Regions from separate parts of the Zea mays genome. Here all the other regions are linked to region 3. Evidence: chromatin contacts called from public Hi-C data. All regions are on one chromosome and are shown on one strand. Each heading gives the region's core, a stretch centred on a gene start, on an enhancer-like site or on the middle of the called end of the contact. The rest is flanking DNA. Distances are from core to core; before and after follow the strand shown. Region 1 has its middle 41 kb from the start of LOC100279585. Region 2 has its middle 130 kb from the start of LOC542333. Region 3 holds the start of LOC542333 (cytosolic glyceroldehyde-3-phosphate dehydrogenase GAPC3).

The links. Hi-C and Micro-C count contacts between places; a contact is called where the count stands out from the background.
Region 1: a Hi-C map of leaf shows a contact between it and region 3, with 5 times the contacts expected there. The contact joins the enhancer-like site here to the promoter of LOC542333 in region 3. A contact is called at or near these places in 2 of 25 Hi-C or Micro-C datasets (ear and leaf).
Region 2: a Hi-C map of bundle sheath shows a contact between it and region 3, with 2.5 times the contacts expected there. The contact joins the enhancer-like site here to the promoter of LOC542333 in region 3. A contact is called at or near these places in 5 of 25 Hi-C or Micro-C datasets (bundle sheath, ear, endosperm and 2 more).

Annotation. Positions count from the first base shown.
Region 1 is chr4:138,297,995-138,302,862 of Zm-B73-REFERENCE-NAM-5.0, reverse strand. No RefSeq gene overlaps it. Among protein-coding and RNA genes, the nearest start is that of LOC100279585, 41 kb to the right of the region's middle. Within about 2 kb of position 2,077, at least 13 of the 20 cell types and tissues checked have an H3K27ac peak or open chromatin away from gene starts, as enhancers often do. A contact at or near this core is called in ear and leaf, where this site is marked.
Region 2 is chr4:137,969,787-137,974,615 of Zm-B73-REFERENCE-NAM-5.0, reverse strand. No RefSeq gene overlaps it. Among protein-coding and RNA genes, the nearest start is that of LOC542333, 130 kb to the left of the region's middle. Within about 2 kb of position 3,300, at least 18 of the 20 cell types and tissues checked have an H3K27ac peak or open chromatin away from gene starts, as enhancers often do. A contact at or near this core is called in bundle sheath, ear, leaf and 1 more, where this site is marked.
Region 3 is chr4:138,101,232-138,105,971 of Zm-B73-REFERENCE-NAM-5.0, reverse strand. It overlaps LOC542333 (cytosolic glyceroldehyde-3-phosphate dehydrogenase GAPC3), which reads right to left and starts at 3,298. Exons shown (of 12, transcript NM_001111915.2): 1 at 3,068-3,298; 2 at 2,921-2,944; 3 at 2,733-2,833; 4 at 1,957-2,072; 5 at 1,770-1,869; 6 at 1,539-1,685; 7 at 1,393-1,453; 8 at 1,210-1,307; 9 at 934-1,076; 10 at 755-838; 11 at 448-537; 12 at 68-353. The coding sequence starts at 3,071. The coding sequence ends at 308.

The DNA.
Region 1 (4,868 bases), core at 828-3,327, 200 kb before region 3:
CTTATCACCTTTGAGTAGGGATGATCAGGGACTCCCTGGTTTAGGGGAGGGCCTAAGGTGAAGGCTCAGCTGGTTTAGGCGTGAGCAGAAGGATTCTCCCCTCATATAAGGACCGGTTTGTCATCTTTCGCTACCTGTACTCATGATAAGTACAACCACTCGAGACTGTGTGGGCAGTCACTCAATCTGAACTCGTACGGTCCAACCCCGGGGTTATGATGGTTGGGGAGCATCGGGAGGATAAGGAGGGGGAAAGTTTTGTCCGGTTTGGACATGGTGGTGGCCTGACTCCTTCCGGATAACCGTTAAGGTTAGGACGTGCGGGGAAAGAAAGAGATTCGGATTCGGGTCTCACAAGCTATGAGATCGCAGAGCCGGACTAGTGGGTAAAGTGTACACCTCTGCGCAGAGTTCAAACCTATTCGAATAGTCTATGTCCACAGAAATGGACGAGTCTGGTGTGGTATGTCAATTAGTGTCTTGTTTTCAAAAAAAAGAGGTGCTTTTGAGAAAAGTGATTTTTAAAAGGTCCGGCGATTGAGCCGTGAGCTATGGTAGACGGGAAGTCCAGTAGCTGTTTTTGAAAATGAAAACCAGTGGGAAACTGCTGAGATACCTGGATGGTTTAGTCTAGGGGATTTTGTTCTAATATTGAAAAACTTTCTGCTCCTTTGGGAGAGGATGCGCTTTGAAAAATACAAAATGTTTACGAAACAACCCTCCATAAAATATTGATGTTTCTACAAAATATCCTGAGCTCCACATATTCAATGCATTATATCTGATTTCCCCATTCCGCGGGTGAAGGTGGGCTGCTGAGTACGTTTGTACTCACCCTTGCTTATTTGTTGTTTTTCAGAAAAAGGAGATCGAGTAAGAGTTACGACTGTTCCCAACCTTGCCTGTGGCTGTTGGACCGCTGATTTGCTTCGTTGCGTATATCGGGCTGCTTCAGCCCCACTCTGATGATATGTCCCGAGTTGTGGACCAACTCTTAAAGTTGATCGCCACCTTTATAGGTTTGTCTCGTTTAAGCAGATCTGGAATCATCTGTTGTATAAATGTGTTTACTAGCCTCCTAGGACTAGTAATTGTATTACATTTGAGTCCCAGAGGATTGGGGACGCTTCACAAACCCTCAGCCAGCTGCCTATGAAGGCCATATCTCTATGTTTCGTATTCCGCACTTTGAAATATTAATGATAATGTTATGTTAATGACTCTGTGGAGGTCTTGGACATCTTGATGTAATAAAGTACTATTTCTGTTATTTATTTTGAGAAATGTGTGATGATGTCCAATTATGTAATCAATATGTACGTGAGTTTCTGATTCTGGCACGTACATGGTTCGTATTCGATTTGCCTTCTAAAACCGGGTATAACAGATCCAGGGCGCTGCGAGGAGGAAGACGACCCAGCGCCATCGCAGACCGTCAGGCTTCAGGCGTGGACCGTCCGGAATCGTACAGGAAAAGCGTCGCTCCTGCCCCCAGGTCGCGGACCGTCCGCGCCGTCGCAGAGGGCACCGCCAGGCGGTACACCCCCAGTGATCGGCGCTAACAGATCCATTCGCACGAGTCGACAACATATGTTACTCAAAATTGTGAACCACACTAAGGATATGTTTATAATGTCGTCCTTGGTGCAGACATAAAAAAAGAAAGAAGACGATGTTCTGATCTAACCAATGAGCAATCACGACGACACTAAAAAACTCGATCACCCACACAACTCAGCAAGTGTCGTAGATGGAGACAATAGTTCCGAAGGTATGCCCTTGTAACACTGTGTATGCGAGGATTGGAATAAGAAAACTTTGGTACAACTCGATTAGGCCTAATATAAAAAACGAAAATCGAACATCAAAACCGAAAAACAGAGCCGAAACCATATAAATTGAAACTCGCCAAACCGAATTATTTTTCGGTTACCATTTTCCAGGAACCGAACTAAATTCTGATTTTCGGTTTTTGTTCGGTTTAAACCAAAAAAATTGGCCCACCACTCCACTAACTCAGGTTCTTTTTGGCCCAAGTGTGCAACCCCGCATGGCACCATTCTGCCCATGGGCTGGCCACGTTGGGCCAACGACTAACGGACTAAGCCAATCTGTTGTATGCTACCAGTACCAGCAGTCCAGCACTCAATGCCTCATTGACCAAGCCAATTAGGGTGTGTTTGGTTTAGGAGTGAGGAAAAATAGAATGACTCCATTCCAATTTTCTAGATATTTGGTTTCCAAGAAAACAAGAGTGGAGCGGCTTCTGTATCTCCATATGAAAATTTACTATAAGTAGTTGGAACGCTCCCGCTCCATAAAAACGATCGTATGCGAGCGCTCTGCTTCCTCTCCTCCCCTCTACACTCATATGGCTCTCGAACTAAACAAATAATGGAACAGTTTTTCTCTATTTTACTCTTCAACCAAACAAAAAATAGAACGACTCTGTTTTTTTTTTTTTTGTCAAACACGGAATAGAACGACTCGATTTTTAAATACTAGAATGAAGCACTCTATGCACGTGCAGCCTTCATCGCCCTGCCGTCGTGGCCTCATCACAGGCAGCACCGCAGCAGCAGCAACAAGCCTTCGCCACTCGCCAGCCACCAAGCAGCAGCCGGAAGCCATCGCTAAGCACTAGCCTGTTGAATCAAGCCGTCGCAAAATATTGTTTCGGTGTTGCAAAATATTACTTGTTCTATACAATGAATCTGATGTTGATGCTCTATGTTAATTGCAATTTTGCTGTTGTATTGTGTTCTGCACAGTTCGGTTAAAACCAAAAACCGAACCGAAGTTTACTGTTAACCGAAGTATCGATTTTTCTTTTTCCAAATAGAATTTCGGTTAACATATTTTAAAAACCGAACTTAAAAAACCGAAAAACAGAAAAAAAAACGGTTAACCAATTGACCAATCTGGAACTCGACTAAGTAGTGAGGAGTAATTGTGGTGTTGTATTAGTCTCTCACTTGTGTGGCTCAAGAAAAAGAAACTCATGATAGAAGTTCTAGGAAGATGAAAAGATGGAGTAATCATCGTAACGTACGTCCATTGCTTCATATATTACATGTTTATTTGCACCTTCATTAATCCATTTCTTGCATTAACTAACTCAAACGACAAAAAAAGACCACATATATATAACGTAGTTACACCATGGTCACAACCAAGGAATGCTATGACGAACCCGATGACACCAAGGCCGACACTCCCAACGCCACCAAACAGCCCTGATGCACCATATCATCATGATGCATATAATTTGGACTAGTATTTATTTGATTTAATTAATAAACCATGGTTACACCATTGTTGCAGCTACGGCCTACGGATATGGTTGCGGGCCGATATTTGCAATATTCGATCCGTTGTCATCCCTATGTGGGATAGATGTTACAAACAAACGAGATCACAATGATGGTAGGGGCGGTGACTCTGTGGCGTTTAGTGGTGGCATTTAATGGCGGCACCATAAAGCGAAGATGGTGCTTTTTCAGGTTTTTTCGGGATTAGAGAAGGCGGGAGGTTATTGGGTCGGACGTTGGAACACAATTGTACACATGCGTTTTTGTTTGATGTGGGTTTCCATGAGGTATCCTTGGTCCGGTCGGGTAGAGTGTAAAGTGTAGATTGAACTCCGAAGTATGAACTGAACAACAAAATGAGAAAAGATTGGGAGACATATACCTTGAGACATGGTGCTCATCTCTAGTCCCTGTGTGTCCGAGCTGCCAGTGTAGAGAGAAGGGAATCAGAGGGAGAGAGAAGGGTGAAGAAGGGAGAGAGAAGGGAGCCGCCAATCCTAGAAGAAGAACAGTCGTCCTAGCCTCTAGGGTACAGGTCCGCAAGGAAGAAGAAACGGAGGATCTGGAGGGCGGCTACCTATATTAAATATGGGCCAGCTAAGCACGTCTTTAGAGAACATATTGTTGGACTACCCTAAGTAATTATCACGACTGATCGCTAACCAGCCGATTAATCGTTCCATATCGTCAACTAATCGAACGATACGGACGATCAACTTACCTGATCGAACTGAATGGCTTGATCGAGCTAAGAGTATTGATCAACCCAACTAATCGTGATTAGTTAGATGATCTAAAAACAATGGTCTTGACGACAACATGATCCACTAACCAGCCTATCCGCATCGTGAGGTTCTTGATGTAAGTGGCCGCCAGGGGCGGAGAGCCCAATATCGTTGAGCATTGCTTAGGCAATACCAAGGCCCAAACCAAGAAGAGACCAACAGTGAAAAAAATCCTAATCGCTAGCCCAATGTAACGTCTGTCGCTCCCTGTCTCTGCTCTTGTCCTCCCCATCTGACGAACGCTGCCATCAAGCGAGTAGCTGACGCCGGCACGCCGCGCCTCCACCAATTGCTCAGCTACATAGCCCCGTGCCCCCGGCCCTCGTTCGCGGTCACCTTGTCCTTGACGCGACGCTGAAGAACGGCTAGTCATGCTTCATACCGGTTGCCACCACTCGGTGGCCTATTTCACATCTGCTTAGGCCATCCGGCGCACGTCCGCCCTGAAGGAAACAGGTGACGCCTAAGAGGGGGGTGAATTAGGACTTCTAAAACTTTCTCTAAACAAAGCAACAAATAAATCCCTAGAGCAAAATTTATGCAAATAACCAATCTAGAATATGCAAACTAAGTTTTGTCTAAGTGTTGCTATCTCTACCATAATGGCTAAATTTTAATCCTAAACAATCTAAGTATAAATACAAGATTGAAACTTAAATTCTTAATATAAAATACGAAAGCTAAAGAGCAAGGTAGAGATACAAACTCTCGTGGATGACGCCGATATTTTTACCAAGGTATAAGGAACCACACAAGGTCCCGACAAATCCTC
Region 2 (4,829 bases), core at 2,051-4,550, 130 kb after region 3:
AAACCTACAAAACAAATTTAGGCCTTGTTCTTAGGTACCCAAATGGTCTTAGGTTCTTTTACATTAGAAACAAACACCTTGGGTATCCAAACACAAGTCTTTGGGCTCTTGTGTTTGCCACCAACATATTTGGCAACTACCTTGCCTGATTTGTTAGTAAGCACAAAGGATGCATCAAAAGTATTAAATGAAATGCTATGTTCATTTGATGCATTAACAATATTTTTCTTAGGCATTTTGATATGAGTTGTATGTCTAGAGCTAGAAGCCTCATTACTGTACATATAAGCATGATGAGAAACAGAATGAGATTTCCTAGCATGAATTCTTCTAATTTTGTGCTCGGGATAATTCTCAGGATATAAAATGTAACCTTCCCTATCCTGAATCATGGGAGCCTTGCCCTTAACAAAGTTAGAAAACTTGTTCTTAGGGGCATTCAAGTTTGATGTTGCTTTGCCTTCCTTGTTGGAAACTAATGTCATCCTTAATGTCAGGGCATCTCCCATTATAAAGCATACTATAAGCGAATTTCAATTTTCATTCTCTAGTTCATGCTCGGCAATTTTAACATTTAATTTAGCTATGTGATCATTTTGTTCTTTAATAATAGCAAGGTGATCATTCATAGCATCAACATTAACATCTCTACATCTACTGCAAATAGTGACATGCTCAACAGTAGATGTAGAAACATTGCAAGCATTTAATTCTACTATCCTAACAATTAAACTAGCATTTTCAGTTCTAAGACAAGAAATTGAATCATTGCATACATCTAGCTCTTTAGTCAAGTTTTGGCATTTTTCAACTTCAAGAGCATAAGCATCTTTTAGCTTGACAAATTTCTTATTTTCCTTAACGAGCAGGTCCTCTTGGCATTCGAAGATATTATCCTTCTCGTTAATGGTTTATATCAATTCATTAATTTTCTTCTTTGATCTTTGGTAAGGTTTGCAAAAAGAGAAGTCAAATCATCATCATTATCACTAGAGCTACCCTCATTATCGGAAGTAGTGTATTTGGGGTATCTCTATAATGTACCTTCTTATTTTTGCTATTCTTAGCCATGAGGCATTTGTGGCCAACGTTGTGGAAGAGAAGGCCTTTGTTGACGGTGATGTTGGCAGTGTCCTCATCGGAGGAGTCGGTGGAGCTCTTGTCGGAGTCCCATTCCCGCCCCATGTGCGCCGCACCACCATTCTTCTTGTTATAGTATCTTTTCTTTTCCATCTTCTTCTTCCCTTTCTTGTCGTCGTCCCTGTCACTATCACTTGTATATGGACATTTAGCAATAAAATGACTGGACTTACCACACCTGTAGCAAACCCTCTTGGAGCGGGGTTTGTAGTCCTTCCCCTTCCTTTGTTTGACGATTTGCCAGAAGCTCTAGATGATAAGAGTAATCTCCTTGTTGTCGAGCTTGGAGGCGTTGATTGGGAGTCTACTTGATGGTGTAGACTCTTCCTTCTTTTCTTTCATTGATTTGAATGCAACGGGTTGCACCTCGGGTGTGGAGGTGGCGCCTTGCTCCAAGTTGACAATATGTTTGGAGTCTTTGATCATAAGTTGAAAGCTCACAAACTTGCTGATTACCTCCTCGAGAGCCATCTGTTTATATCTAGGATCTACACGGATTAGTTGTACTTGAGTGGGATTACGAAAGACAAGTGATCTTAAAATAACCTTGACCATTTCATGGTCATCCCAATTGGTGCTCCCAAGATTGCGGACTTGGTTCACCATCGTCTTGAGCCGGCTGTACATTGCTTGTGGCTTTTCTCCTTTGTTGAGGACGGATCGATCAAGTTCTCCCTCGATCGTTTCGCGTTTGGTGATTTTGGTCACCTCGTCCCTGTAACAACTTTAATCATATTTTGGATAATTTAGAAAACTTTATCCTAAGGTTTAAAAAATTATGGTTTAAAACAAGATATTTAAATGAAGGATCCTCATATAAATTAATAGTTTCAATTAAGTACAGGTTCAGAAGTATTCTTCATAAGACTTAAATTGAATTATCTTTCCATAAAGAGCAAACGAAATAAATAATCATAAAACATTAAGTTTTGAATAATATTTTAATTGGACAAACAATATAACTCTTGAAAATTTAAAGTTCTTTGTGTGTGTGCAACACATTCGTATCATTTGAAATACAATAGTTAATATGAAATATAAAAATAATAAGTATATATTGCACGCATGTCAAGATTTTGGTTGCTGCATTTAGATCAGAATTTGAAACTCTGATTTGAATTCAAAATTTGGAATATGAAACTCTAAAGAGAAAAGAAAACAGAAAAAGGAAAAAGAGAAAATATGCACACCTCTCACTTGGGCCGAAATCCCCCTCGCGGCCCATTTTCGTGGTCTGCGTGGCCCAACCAGCCGAGCTCGTGCTCGGACTCACTAACAATCGGGGCACGCGTTGTCAGTCGCTATGGCGCTCGTGCCTGGGTGTTCCATCTCACCGCCAGGTGGGCTCCTGATCACAGCTTTATCATCCCCTTCTTCTGTTGATTGTTGAGCCTGTAACAACCCACCGAAGGCTGCGCATGGTCGCTTCCGCCGTGGATCTCGGCCACCCTAGGCGATGCGGACCCCTCCCACTCCTTAGGCAGCGAGTATAAACCCATGTCCAATGACCTCTTTGCCATCCGCAGACCTTCGAATCCAACATAAGAAAGAGAGAGGGGGAGAGAAGGGTGTCGCCGCTGAGTTCATGTCGTCACCATCGTTAGACTTGAGCTGAGCCACGAGAGAGCAAGCATAGTGGGGTGTAGCGATCCTCGTAGTGTCCCCGCAGATTGGGGCATGGCCGGGCTTCGACACCGTGGCTGGATTGACGCCTTGGGAGCAGCTAGGCCCAGGGATTCCACACCGGTGCTTGGGCATCGCCGTCGGGCCACCATGCATCATGGAGCCGCTGTGTCGCGTTGACCGGATCATCTTCGCCCGGACCTGAGGTGAGGAATCCACCACATCGTTAGACTTACCATTCTCTCCCTATACCACCAGCTAGGCTCAAGATTTGGACTCGGGAGCGAGGATAGGTCGTGCTCCGGCCATGGTGCCAGGGCGTCTATGCTGCCGCTTGGGGCGGTCGGTCGATGGATGATTGCCACACCGTGGGATCCTTGGTAGATGGCCAGGATTAGAAGTCTTGTTTACCTATTTGGGCATTAGATCCTGGACACCGAATCAAGATCGGAGGGCAGTCATAGCATACCGGTTCACCAGGGGATGAGATCTTATCTTGGCCGCTGATCTCGGCATCAATGGTGTTCAGCGCATACCGGTTCGGGTCTTGCCTTGATTTAATCTAGGCCATCCGAAATTGATCTAACGACCTCGAATAGAGTGTACCCCTTCATTGACGCAATTATGCGAAAGAGACCCTGTGGTTTTTATTATTTTTCCACAGTCCGCCCATATACGAGGATCATTACAAAGTAGTCCAAGTTCTTACAAACCAGACCCTAGACTTTTTAGTAATTTAACCCGCCGTCCTTTTCCTATTTAGTGATTAAAGAAATCCGAGAACTATGGAAAAATACATATGATAATCATTTCTAGTATAAAAGTTAATATAAAATGTATAAAGAACTTATAAAATTCATAACTTTTGTGTCTTAGCTCTAATTTAAGCCGTTCAATATTTGTTGGCTTCGTAACAAAATTTCCCACACTAGTAACATTGTTTAGTCATGTACCATGTTTTCAAAATTAATAAAGTACTCAATTAGCTTCTATAAATACAATGGACGAAGCAATCTTTTAATCTGGTATATGGTTATAATATGACGAAGATATAATTTCTAACTAATTTATAACTTAGAATAAGGTTCGGTAAAGTTATTTCTTTGTAATATCTTTATCACATGAATTATAGTCAACCTAAAACATAGTTTTGTTATTTAAACACATAACTCCTTAGAAAATTGTACCTTTTTAACCGTAACTCCGATTTTAGTGATTCTCGAACAGACGATCTCGTTACGACGCATAGAATATTACTATACAGTTTGTGCTTATGTTTGGTGTCATGTTAATTTTGCCTATACCATGTTTGTTTGTATTGCTACTGTAACACCCCTGGTGTTCCAAGAACTAAAACTTGGGCATGTCATCATATGCATTGACATTTCATTATGTATGCTACACCTAGAGTGCATCCACTAGGCTAAAATCTCAAAACAACCTTGTGGTGTGATGACTTGACTTGATCTTTCACCCTAGGATAGGGTAGTTACCCAAGGATTAGAAGTATGTGGGTGTCTGAGATAACAAATTGAGTATGATCTCAAAAGTTAGTGGAGATGTTCAAAAGAGACTAAACTTAGAGAGTTTGAGTGCCACTTAAACCCTAGAACACTTAAACCCTAATAAGGACTCTAGAAACCCTAATTATTGTTGTATGAGATGAGATCAATTTCTATACACTTTTGGACCAAAGTGCATATATCAAAGTGGTAGAGTAACAAAAATTAAGCAACTTTTCCATTTGGAGATTTTCAAGTTTTGTGGAACAAATTGGAGTAAATTGCAAAAAGTCTCAAAGGCACCCATATGGCTTAACTCTAAAAACAGTGAGATTATGTTGACTTTGGGTCCCTGTATCTCTTAATCTATGGGGATTTTACCATGGGTTACTATAACAAAATTGTAGAGCTACTATAGTAGTCTAAGTTTGATTAGTGGTTAAGCCCTAGAGCTATATGGAAATTGGAGAAAAATGGACTTGAAGATGGGCTATCAATCGAGTATCAGTCTGAAATCAGACGAACGGTGGCATTAGATCAACTTCAGAACCAAACTGTGTTTGA
Region 3 (4,740 bases), core at 2,049-4,548:
CCGACAACCAAATAGCCAAATGAAGGAAGAAATGACGTGGAACTATGAAGTGAAATGGAGCGTCAAAGATTGCAAAATGCAAAACTTTTGAAATAGAATGACCGTTAAAAGTTTAACGATAACACATAGACCTGACAAAATATGAGTCACTCAATGCTCAACCAACCACTACGATACCATTACACCAATTATAGGTTTTAGACAATCAGATAAGAAAAATTTATTCTCGGAAGCACTTCCGGGGAAGAAACACAACTCTCTTTGCATGCTTTCATCACTCTTTGCATGCTTTCATCAGTTTGTTCATTTACTTGGTGCTGTTCATGTGGCGGATCAGGTCGACCACTCGGGTGCTGAAAAGAAACGGAAAATAAACCAGGATTTAGAAATTGAAGTGCACACAAGCCCTAGTTCAAAGTCAGATGATCTGTAGAGGCAACTACTAACCTGTATCCCCACTCGTTGTCGTACCAGGACACAAGCTTCACAAAGTTGCCGTTCAAGGCAATGCCAGCCTTCGCATCAAAGATGCTAGACCTGTGATTGAAAGAGACAACCACGAAAAAAACATTGTCAGTAACCTGAGGTCCCCGGCGATTAACTACTGAGCGATTAGATATTAGTAGTAGGGAATGTATATATATATATATATATATATATATATATATATATATATATATATATATATATATATATATATATATATATATATATATATATATATATATATATATATATATATATAAGCACACACCTGCTGTCACCCTGGAAATCGGTGGAAACAAGGTCCTCCTCGACATAACCCAGAATGCCCTTGAGGCTACCCTCTGCCTCGGCCCTGTAGAGGAGATGTTTGCAAGAATCAGTGACTATGACCATCTAAAACAATTCAACACTCATTTGAAATTTGCCCTGGCCGGAGAGCTAACTCACTTGACCGCAGCCTTGATCTCATCATAGGTGGCAGACTTCTCAAGCCTAACAGTCAGATCAACAACAGAAACATCGACAGTTGGGACACGGAAAGACATTCCAGTCAATTTTCCATTGAGGACAGGAAGCACTTTGCCAACAGCCTGCAGGAAATCAAGTATAGCTGTTACAAACTAATACAAATAAAAAGTGGTTTGAACAAAAATGGAGGTGACTTGTTTCACTTCACAGAAGAGTTGTGGCTATACACTATTTCACACTGTTTCAGTTTCTAACCTTAGCAGCTCCAGTGCTGCTGGGAATGATGTTGAAACTAGCAGCCCTTCCACCCCTCCAGTCCTTAGATGAGGGCCCATCAACAGTCTTCTGGGTAGCTGCAAGGATCCACATTTACTACACTGAAGATCACAAACAGATTGCTAGACAAAGTTTCCATTCAACCAATTTCGCAAAGCATACCAGTGATGGCATGAACAGTGGTCATCAGACCCTCAACAATACCGAACTTGTCATTGATGACCTGCAGCAAAAAAAAAAGTAACCAGTTTTAGATAATATAGAATGCCTAAGAGCAATTTATGTCAGCAGTAAAGCAACATAAGCACCTTAGCAAGCGGAGCAAGGCAGTTGGTTGTGCAGCTAGCATTAGAGACAATGTTGATGTCAGACTTGTACTCCTTCTCGTTGACACCAACAACGAACATGGGGGCATCCTTGCTAGGAGCAGAAATGACAACCTTCTTGGCACCACCCTGTAAAAGCAACAGGAAAATCGTTAGATGCTTCCAATGCTGGAACTAATAAGGTATATACCCTGGAATAAAACAAAATTATACCTTCAAGTGAGCTGCAGCCTTCTCCTGGTCAGTGAAAACACCAGTAGACTCAACAACATATTCAGCGCCAACCGAACCCCATGGGATCTCCTCAGGGTTCCTGCAAACCAGGTCATTATTACGCATTAGTCACCACACGATGGTTTAATTGGGTATGAAACAAACTATAAAAGGAATAGTAACAAACCTGCAGCCAAACACAGCAACCTCCTTCTCACCAAAGAGAAGGGTCTTGGAGTCCTTCACCTTGACCTCATGGTGCTTCCACTGTCCGTGCACAGTGTCATACTTGAACATGTAGGTCTGCAATAGCAAAGTCAAATTCAGTCATATAAGAGAAGACCCAGTTGGCGTAACCAAGTTACAGGAGACCTAATTGGTGTAATTTAACTAATCAATTTGCCAAATGCAAGAAGAGATTAACCAGAGAATTAAATTCTGTAGAGAATACAGATTTGGATACTTCAAACACTATTTAGATCAACAACAATAAAATAGAATGTAATCCAGATCATAAGATTTGAATTAACCTTAGCATAGGATTCCCAAGAAAAAAACAGATTGCCTATATAATAATCCAAAGCACATGACAGTCAGAGCAAGGCACAGATACACGTGCATCCACAGATCAACAACCTAAATATAACCACTAAAGAGTTTCTACGATAGATCAGTAAATTACAATCATGTGTTTTATGACAGAATGGGTAACACCAATCCATATAAAAAATGGCATCCACGTCAGATCTACGCATCCCCGTTTACTAATATTCTCATATAATGCAGCTGTTCCACATTGAACAAGGACAAAATACAGATCTGCTACCATTGAACAAGCACGTTCAGCCAATCACTACCTTAATTAGCAGATCAAGGGATTAGCGATACGAGGGGGCATATTACCATGTTACAGCACACTCCCTAAGTACCAGATCAAGCGATAAGCGATACAAGGGGCTATACCATGTAATCGGTGCTGATGAAGGGGTCGTTCACGGCGACGAGCTCGACGTCGTCGCTCTGCAGGGCCACCCTGGCCACCAGCCTTCCGATCCTGCCAAACCCTGCACCAACAAAATAGAACGGTCAAAACCGACACGAACGGTGTGACTCAAATACATCGTAACTGGGATCCGAGGATGCGAACTCACCATTGATCCCGATCTTGATCTTGGCTGCGTATACCAGAGCACAAACACAAGCAACCAAACAAACAAAAGAAAATCAGCGGAAATGTCACCACCAGCGATAAAAAAAATCCGAAAAACACAACCAGATTGCAGGAGTGACGGCATTACCCATGAGGGTGAGAGGCTGCTAGACGGAGGAAACGAGGATGGGTTGATTTCAAATGAGATCGAAATGGAGTTCTCGAGTGTGTGTGATCTGTGATGTCGCCAATGTATCGGAGTCGGAGTGCCGTATATAGAGGCGCCTGGGGGCCGGCTGCGGCGGCTGCTTGCTGGTCCCACCCGACGCCACGGAACCTAGTTTTGTTGGCTACCGGTAAAATGGTGGGGCAGAGACGTGAGGATGGACGGATGACAAGTGGGGGCCATGAGGAGGAACGCGACCGGTGCGTCTAATGGTTTCTAGAAGCTTCCCGTGGGTCGGAACGTTGGACCTTGGAAACCTGGACCGTTGCTGGGTTCGGACTGGCCGGGAGTGGGGAGAGAAGTCATGTGATGCGGTGGTGGGTCTGCCCTTCTTTTCTTGGTGAAGAAGAAGAAACCATTGGCCGAGCTGGTTTTCGGCGGCCGTCGGATGAAAAAAGATTCTGTGGACCTTGTGGGGGGAGGGGAAAGGGGGTGCCAATCCAGATCGTCAGTATTCCTCCACAGATAATCTCTTTTGCATGCGTGATTTACAATTTAATAAAGCTGTCTGCGCGCCTAAAACTGCCTCTTTGCAAAAAAAAATTACACCAATTAAAAAACGAATATATTAGAGCTTTTTAAAGGTGACGCACCAACTAAAATTTGGTAGAGGCGTAGAGCTGAAAAACAAATTATCTATCGCTGCCACTATATTGCACACGTCATCCCATATTCCCATGAACCATCTTATTTCTTTTTTTTTCTCCTTTCTCACACGTTTTCTTCTTTAATGGCCTCCATGTGTGCACCCTTTCCCCATGGCATGCCCCCTTCTCTAGAAGGTTGTGGTTAACCGTAGGACTGGGCACGGTTTGTTTAGGCTTTTTTGTTTAGACTTTTTTAGCTTTTGACCACCAAAAATTGTTACGGACTTTCAAACGGCCTAGCTTTTTAGCTCATTTCTATAAGAATCGTTTTGATAAAAACCGTCCAGAGGCAACATAAACATAGAATCGATCGACTCGTCACGATAGTAGAAATCCATTGCTTTCTATATCTTGAACTCTTTGCACCACTTCATCTTCCTTAGCAAGTAATCCCCACGATACTCAGATTCTTCTCACACTCAGAATCTCTCCATAGTCAGATTCACAGAAAAGCTAGTCAGAAAAGGTTGAACCAAACATGCCTTAGGAAATCGATCGAACATTTTTTGTTCGTTTTTTAAGTTTGGGTTAAAAAAAGGATATACGAAAAGCTGCTTGTAAAAGAGGAAACCGACACTTTGGTTAATCGAAAACTTTGGTTCCATTTTTAGTTTTCCTTATTATGAAAACAGAAAGGAAATCTGCTACCATATGTGTCCACGTCGGCCTAATTTTCATGGCCATTTGATCATGGATCATTGGTTCCCATCCTCTCCCGTGCTCCTGTGTGTAGATGCTTCCAGTTGACGGTTCTCCTCTCCTCGTATCCTTTCCGTGTCTCCTTCCTACACATCTCACTCTCCCTCCTCCTCCCTCGAAACCCCACTCTCCCCCGCTCGCTCGGGGCTTTTAACTAAACATACCTGACCTCGTAGAACACAGCACAACATTTTGGAACACCGGAACAATAACATCAATTTACATAGAACATTGCAGTCTACAATAACA